Linked DNA regions of Arachis hypogaea: region 2 is linked to region 1. The links are chromatin contacts, called in public Hi-C maps. All regions are on one chromosome and are shown on one strand. The core of a region is the stretch at or near the end of the contact, and the rest is flanking DNA. Distances in the headings are between cores, read along the strand shown.

Region 1 (4,326 bases), core at 42-2,541:
CATTCAACATTTCATCAAAGACCTTGTGAGCCAGCTTCGGCTGGTCAAAGAATGCGAAAGCTTTCATCAGTGTTGTGTAACTATTCTTGATGGGAGCTATCCCTCTTGTTCTCATTTCATTGAAGAAGCCGGGAGCCCCAACACTGTCATCAACCAATATGCACCCATTCAATCAGTATGTTATAGGACGACAGATCAGGCTGAATACCTCCATCATCAACCATCTCCTTAATCAACTCTCTTGCTTTATCTATCTGAAATTGATTGCAATAACCCTTAAGAAGAACATTATATGTTATTCGATTCACCGCCACGCCAATCCTCATCATTTCAGAAAGAACCCTATCCATGTAACCAACCTTCACAAGTGCCGAAACCACGGTGGTATAAGAAACATGATTAGGATGGCTACCAGCATCGTCCTACCGGCGCATTGCCTCTAGCATCCTCACAATATCAGTAACCCTCCCAGCTTTCATATAACCTTTCATCAGGGTGGTGTACATTCTAGTATTTGGAGCATAAGCTTTTGGCAACAACGGCAAATCATTGCAACCGTTAGATTCCATGAAATTCGGAAGCAATTTCGCAAAAACATTCTCAGCGTCAACGTCGGCATCATTATCATCACTCTCATTTAATTCTTCTAAATTCAACTCAATTTCTCTTTCTCTTTCCCTTATTATCCTAGAAAGATCCCTTCTTCCTTCCCTCATTGCCAGAACTAATCTCTCAGCAGTTTCTAAATCGCCAAGATCAACATAAGAGGCGACAATGCAATGCAAAATTGTGACACAAAATGGAATCCCTAATTGAAGAATCCTCTCCAAAACATAAACAAGCAAGTGCTTCCTACCAGTTCTACAACACAGCTTCATCAAAATGTTGTAACTGAATGCATCAGGAACGACGTCGTATTGAGGCATTTCATCGAATACCTGCAAGAACATGTTAGAGTCACCCAAATTGGCATAGGAATTAAGCACCGGATTGAGTGCAGCAATGTCAGGCATTGATGCTGCGGCGACTACGTCGCCACTGTAGAGTTTTCGGAGACGGCGGGTGATGCCCTTGAAAAGACGGAAAGCCTCGGCAGGGCCATTGTCATTGTAAGAAGCGAAGTGGCTGACGACGGCTGACCAGGCCTTGACGTTACCGTCGATTTGTAGGAAATCGTTGACGAAGTGAAGAGGAAGAATAATCAGGAAGTGTTGGATCAACAATCAACGGCTAGGATCAGCTTAGAAAGATGAGAGTAACGATTTGATGGGAAGTGACACGTGACGAGAGAGATAAAGAGAGGCCCCGCGTGAAAAGAGAGGGAGTAGGGTAGCCAGCAACCGTTGGATCGAAGATCTTGGCTGGGAGCTCAGATGGAAATCAATAATACCGATTTGTTGGAATGTTCCCGTGGCGTGCATGCGAGGAGCGCTGTGTGGTCCGTGACTCCAGATGCACATTGACACTCTCTCATCTCACTCATCATTCAGAAGCTGAAAGGCTAATAAATTGGTTAACTCTCTTCCTGGCATGCCTTTCTTTTCACCACCGTTTTTTTTTTTTCATTTGAAGGTTTCTTGTTCTTTGGAGTTGCAGGTTTATTTTTTTCAAGACGGTGAAGAAGAAAATTTCAATAGACAAGTATATTGTGAAATATCTTGATCATTTTAGATAAGTACTAGTGAAATAGCCCGTATCATGTACGGCCATAAATCAAGAAAACTGAAGCTAAATATGGTTTATTATTGGTTGTTTGATACAAAATAGATTAAACAAATGGTACAATTAAAAAGATATTTTTTAGAGTACAACCTTTATGAATGAAGATTATTAAACAGCTCGCGATACACAATATTAATGGTAGAGTTTGAGTTCATCCCCATTTTATTCTGAATCAGTAACCTAATTTCATTTTTTGACTTAATCTTTGATAATACAACATAGAGTTGTCCGTGTGTGAAAATTGGCTTCTATAAAAACAATTCAACCCTGGTAAGAATTTGTCTTGTCATGACAAAAGAAACCATCATAAAAAATTGTCTTCGTTGAAATTTAAATGGTAGAGTCTCATTATTTGGAATCATGTTCATTCGAGGTATCAATACAACCTGATCTAATTTATTTTCGGTCAAAATCATGCACTCAATAACATGCTTGCCCATCCTTTTGACTTGTAACCTGGTACCATTGCAAAGACCATTTGATTGGTCAATAATTTTAAGAAGCATGATAGGTACTTCAGGTTTTAGTTTTAATTTATGTGGAGGTATCCCTGAGCAATTTATTGCATTCAAAACATCCGTACTAAATGTATCCAACTCAGCCTCCATGTTACCCTCCTCTACACATAATGAATCAGAACTCAAGTAAATCCTTTCCTCACCTGGTAGTGATTCCATCGTGATGTTGTTTACCTCATTCACTACTTCCAACGTAGGTGCAAAGATGGTATGTTCCTTGAAATAATCAGGTTCTTTACATCCAGACAATAAATCTGGATAAACAAATCGTACCAACCTTTCGAAAGAATTGTCTTCATCAGGTATGATTAACTCATTTGGAATCAATACCTCAGATTCACCATCTGTTAAGTCACTAGTTAAACCATCTCCAATCAAGAGAATCCGTTTTGATAATTCATCGACTTCTACCTGGTGTAGTAAGTTTATCCCGCTATTAAGCCTCATGTTCTTGGTGAGTTTCAATACTTTGCATCAATTCCATAGAGATGATGAGTTTATTGATGCTTGAATGATGTCTTGATGTGAACCCATAGGAATGACGGGTAGAATTTGTCTAAAATCACCACCTAATACCACAACCTTACCACCAAAAGATTCATCTTGATTGTAGTTAGTTTCAAACCTCAAGACATCCTTCAGCGACTTGTCTAAAGCTTCGTAACAGTACTTACTCAATATTGGAGCCTCATCCCATATGATAAGTTTTGCCTTGCAAATCAGACGGGCTAATGATGAACCTTGTTTAATACTGCAAACAGAGTATTCGTTAATATTAAGTAGTATCCTGAACCTCGAATGAGCAGTGCGCCCATTAGGTAGTAAAAGAGCAGCAATACCACTTGTTACGGTGGGCAACCGGAGATTAATGGGCTGGACTCGTTGGGTTGGCCCAATCGCCAAAAAGGGGGAGCCTTTGAAGAGAATCACATCCTTAGGCCTCCGTCGACTTGTGAGTATGAATGAGTGGGGGGTGGTACCTACAAAGACACTCCGATGCCTAAATTAGCAAGGGAATAAGCAGGTTTAGAGAGTATTGGGTTTAGTGATACCTGAGGGATGTCAGGGTATTTATAGTGGTGAACCCATAACCATAGTTGGAGTAGTTCCACCATCTAAGGAGGAATAACCGTCCCTTTATCTTAGGGAAGTTGGAATATGGCTCCTGGAAGTGGGTAGAGAGATTTTAGGGGCAGTTACTCATTTGACTGAGTGTTTATCTGCCAGCTAATCTTCGTTCCCGACTTCTTTAGAGCAAGTCGTGACAAGCACCGACTTAGTAGGTCAGAGGTCGGCGTAGGGTGAGGCTCAATCCTTTGGATTGGGCAAAGGATTGAGCCTTTCGTTTGGTCCTGGGCCGTAGCGTTGGGCCAGGGTATGAACAGTGCCCCTACTCGAGCCCAATTTCTTATAAGAGTTAGGGTCAAGTATGTAACTCAGGATCGTAGCCGACCTGATAAGGAACCGACGTGATGTTTCAGAACCGACGTGTTTTAAAAATTTTCAACAATCGCGTCTAATCAAATATCGCGTCCGTTAGGGATTTGTGTATTCATACGCGGGGATTAGTTACATTGGGAACGGTGCCTCTCTTTAAATGACGGCTTCCGTTTTTACCATTATGCCCCCAACGTTTTTATAAATACTTTCCCTCTCTTTCCTTGCTTCATTTCTGAAAACTTTCACACTTCCTCTCCTCTGTTCGGAAGAAGCTTTTGTTCGAAGGAATTCACCTTTCTCTGCCCCTATTCTTTATTCAAGCAAAGGTTAGTTTTTCTCTACTCTCTTTTTATGAAGTGCTTTTGTTTGCACGTTTTTCATTTTAGAGAGGAGGATAGGCTTCCAGTGATTTTGTTTGATTCCAGGCCCCTTAAAGACCCTGTTTTTTATCCTTTTCTTTTTTCCTTTGTAGGTTTCGTCATACCTTTTTAGGAAAGAATGTCTTCCATAGAGACCCTTGCTCAATGGGTGGACGTTACCGTTCTGGGGGAGGAACCCTTTGTAGATACTGACTTTATTACTAACCTCCGTACTCATCATAGAATTTGTACTTTTGATGAGGATGAGCCGAAGTATGAGTTGGTTG
Region 2 (3,978 bases), core at 605-3,104, 93 kb before region 1:
GGCATCTAGCCTAGGAATTCTCATCACAACACATGGTACTTAAATGAAACTTAAACCGTACCTCTTGTAGCCAAACCAATTGAGCCTCTTCTTTGGAATTCTTCACCAACCTTAGCTCCAAGCCTTACCAAAGCTCCTCAAGCAATACCAATCTCCCAATTGTGCACCAACATCACCAAATACACTAACATAACCAATATCACATACATACATCAACTTAGGGCTCATAAAAATGACAAATTACAAGGGTTTGAGCACTTCTTACCTCAGCCCATATGAAGTAGGGATAGAACCTACTTAGAATCCATGTTGGAGTATCCCTAAACACCCAAAATCACAAGATTTCAACACTAACTACCCAAAAACGTGTAACAGTGGAAAATTTCGAAAATTGGGCAGAGATGAATAGAATACTCACCACCAAACTTAAATATAATTGTAGAGGATGAGAAGAGCGATGCGTGGCCGCAAACGGCTCGTCAATCGGAGCTCCGTAGCTCAAGTTATGGTGGTTTGAAGATCAAAGAGAGTTAAGTTTTCTCTCTTCTCTTCTCTCTTCCCAATTTCAGCGCCCAACACCCCTTCTTTAGGGCAAAATGAGCTGAAATGCTCATAACTAATGTTTATATATGTTGGGTCTTGGGCCCACTTAGGCCCGGTTCACTTATTTTTGTCCGTTGGCCCAATTTTTGGACCAAAACCTTTAAGATTAGCGCTCTAAATCGCACTTCAAATATTTCTACCTCCCCTAATTATAATTCCTCATTTCTTAATCCTACTTACTCATAATCAATTTTCTCAACTGCAGTACCAGACAGGTCTCAGCCGGTACTGCCGGTCAAAATTTCACTACGCGCTTTTACGCAGAAAACTATGTCTTCCGACTCAGAAAAATTCACTGAATCCAAATATTATATTTAAATCATCAAATTCCAATTGCCAAATCTTCCAACCGTATTCGCTCCTATTTAACTTATTATTTAATTAATTTCAGTTAGACCGGGTATTACATTCGATGGATTGTATTCGGGCATTCAATCTTGCTTTCACAGGGAGTCCTCCATGCATCAGTTTCCAAAGTAAATTCTTTATTTTCAGTTGACAATTAATTTTCCATACGCTCCTCCATAATTATTTTCTTTTGCATTATTCTGGTAGGTATTCAATTGGTGGGTGGTAGAAATTAAAGGCTATTTTGTATCCCGAAGCAACAGTGAAGTCGCCCCCTTTTTCCATCATCCAGGTAACTCTATCCTCTGATTCATGAATTGGAGTGTTAAGTATTGCTGTAGCTATGTCTAGATTGAAATTGGTCTGAATTAAGTTCTGATTCCATGTTTTGTTTGAATTCTGTAATTGTGAAACCCATTCTAGATTAACAGTCATTGCAGTGGTAGTAATAGGAGTAATTGAAACATAATCCTTCACCCATGAGTCTTCTCGGATTCTAATGTTAATTCTCCTTCCTACTTCACATAGTATGCCTTTTTTTAGCACCTTTCTCCCCTCGATAATACTCCTCCAATCCCATGATGGGTTATGTCCAACCTCTGCTCTTAGGAAGTTTGAATATCTGTAATATTTGCTTTGAAACACTTTATTGATGAGAGAATTAGGTCTGGAAACTAACTTCCAACCTTGCTTTGTGAGTATGGCAAGGTTAAAAGCCTTCAAATCTTTAAAGTTGAGACCCCTTTGCATTTTTAGTCTGCAAGAAATCCTCCATCTGATCCACTGCATCCTGTTTTCTGACCTTTTCTGCCCCCACCAAAATTGAAGTATGGCTCGCTGAATCTCTTCAATTACTGTTTCTGGTAACTTGAAACAACTTAGGGTGTATATCGATATCGCCATTGCCACCGCTTTAATAAGCACTTCCCGTCCACTAGAAGATAATAGGGCCCTCTTCTAGTGGCTGAGCTTCTGACACACCCTATCTTTAATGTAGTTAAACGTAGCTTTCTTTGATCTCTGAATCACTGCCGGTAAACCCAAATATTTGTTTTGATTGCCAACATGAGGGACAAGGAGAATTTCTGCCAAATGATCTCAGACTAGAATTGGTGTGTACTTACTAAAGAAGACTGATAATTTGTCCAAGTTTACCCTTTGGCTGTTAATTTCTTCATAGTTCTGCAAGACCTGTAGTAATCTCTGGCACTTTGCTTCTGAAGCTTTGCTAAAGAGGATTGAATCGTCTACAAAGAAAAGATAATTGATTATCGGACACCTCTGACTGAGTTTATTTCCAGCCTCTGTTCTTCTCTGTGGAGCAGAGAGGAGAGTCCCTCTATGCAAAACAAAAATAGGTAGGGAGATAAGGGATCACCTTGTCGTATTCCTCTACATGGTTTAAAATAACCATGAGGTTGTCCATCCATAGTAATAGAGTAAGATACCGTCGTCACAAGTTCCTCATTCCATTTCATCCATCGATCACAAAACCCTAGCTTCTTCTTCACCTTCCAAACAAAACTCCATTCCATCCTATCATAAGCCTTGCTCATATCCAGCTTTAATACCAAATCATAATCTCCATACCTTTATTTTGGAGAAAATACATGAGTTCGTGTGTAATTAGGACATTGTCACTAATCAACCTACCCTTTATAAAAGCACTTTGAGAGTCACTGATCAGTCTATTCATAACTGATTGAAGCCTGTGAACCAGAATTTTAGATATGATCTTATAGAAGACAGAGCTAAGACTAATCGGTCTAACTTGTTTCATAGAATTAGTGCCCGACACTTTAGGTATGAGACATATGTAAGTATGATTAAAAGCTTTCAAAATTTTACCTCCGTAGAAAAAGCTTCTAACAGCCGCTGTCACATCTCCCTTGATTGTACTCTAAAAGAATTGAAAAAATTTTGCTGTGAATCCATCATCTCTTGGAGCCGAAAAAGGATTGATGGAGAAGACTGCTACTTTAATTTCCTCTTTAGTCACTGGCCTACACAACATTCTATTAGTTGCTGCATTTATTTTTTGGCGTATTCCATCCAATTTTACAGTCGGATCTCTAGGACAGCTTGTTGTGAATAGGTTTTCAAAGAATTTCTGTGCAACTTCTGCGATTTTCTGCCGGTTCCTTTGCCATATTTCCTTCCTCGTCCTCCAACTCCTTAATTCTATTTTTTCGGTTCCTCGTTTGAAACTTAGAATGAAAAAATTTTGTATTTTTATCACCCCAGTTGAGCCATTACACCCTAGATTTCTCCCTCCAATATCGTTCTTCTTTCTCCAAAGCCTCCTCTAGTTCAGTTTCTAAGATCCGGATAGCATTTCCATCTGCCTGAACTCCTTTATGCATTTTTTATTCTATCCAATTCTTGAGAATCTGAATTTTCTTCTTTGAATTAGATTCTGAGTGCTGCTGCCATTGTACAATTGAATGTCTACAACAGTTCAGCTTTCCAGCTAGCTTAAACATTGGAGACTCATGAATATTGTTATCCATGCCTGTTTAATTAAACTAATCACCTCTTTATTTTCACACCATCTTTCTTGAAACCTTAACCTCCTCTTTACCCTCCTTTCTCCACCACCTGTGTTGAGAATGATGGCCTTATGGTCCAAACCCGAATTGGATAAGTGTGCAAGGGTGGTTACTGGAAATTCACTTCTCCACTCATTTGTAACAAGAGCTTTGTCTAATTTCTCCTTTATATGATTCTCTTCGAATTGACAATTATTCCAAGTGTATTTATCTCCCTCATAACCAATGTCTACTAGCCTTCCTTCATTGATGAAATTTCGAAACTGTTGTATTGAATTGCTGGATTTTTGTCTTCCTCCCTCCTTTTTCTCTTGATTTTTAATTGCATTAAAGTCTCCTATTCTTGCCAGTGTTTCACTTTCTCCTTCTATTATCTGCAGTAGTTTTGCAAATTGATCCCTTCTACTTGTCTCATTTGTCAGCAAATGAACTCCTATTATATTCCATTTTAAATCCGCTTGTTGGTCCTCTATAGAAA

What was found. Hi-C and Micro-C count contacts between places; a contact is called where the count stands out from the background.
Region 2: a Hi-C map of leaf shows a contact between it and region 1, with 2.2 times the contacts expected there. The contact joins the promoter of LOC140183188 here to the enhancer-like site in region 1. A contact is called at or near these places in 2 of 8 Hi-C or Micro-C datasets (both in leaf).

The regions. Positions count from the first base shown.
Region 1 is chr20:120,155,251-120,159,576 of arahy.Tifrunner.gnm2.J5K5, reverse strand. It overlaps the pseudogene LOC112786237. Among protein-coding and RNA genes, the nearest start is that of LOC140183186, 13 kb to the right of the region's middle. Within about 2 kb of position 1,291, at least 3 of the 3 cell types and tissues checked have open chromatin away from gene starts, as enhancers often do.
Region 2 is chr20:120,249,064-120,253,041 of arahy.Tifrunner.gnm2.J5K5, reverse strand. LOC140183188 reads right to left here and starts at 1,854. Exons shown (of 1, transcript XM_072231209.1): 1 at 1,147-1,854. The coding sequence starts at 1,854. The coding sequence ends at 1,147.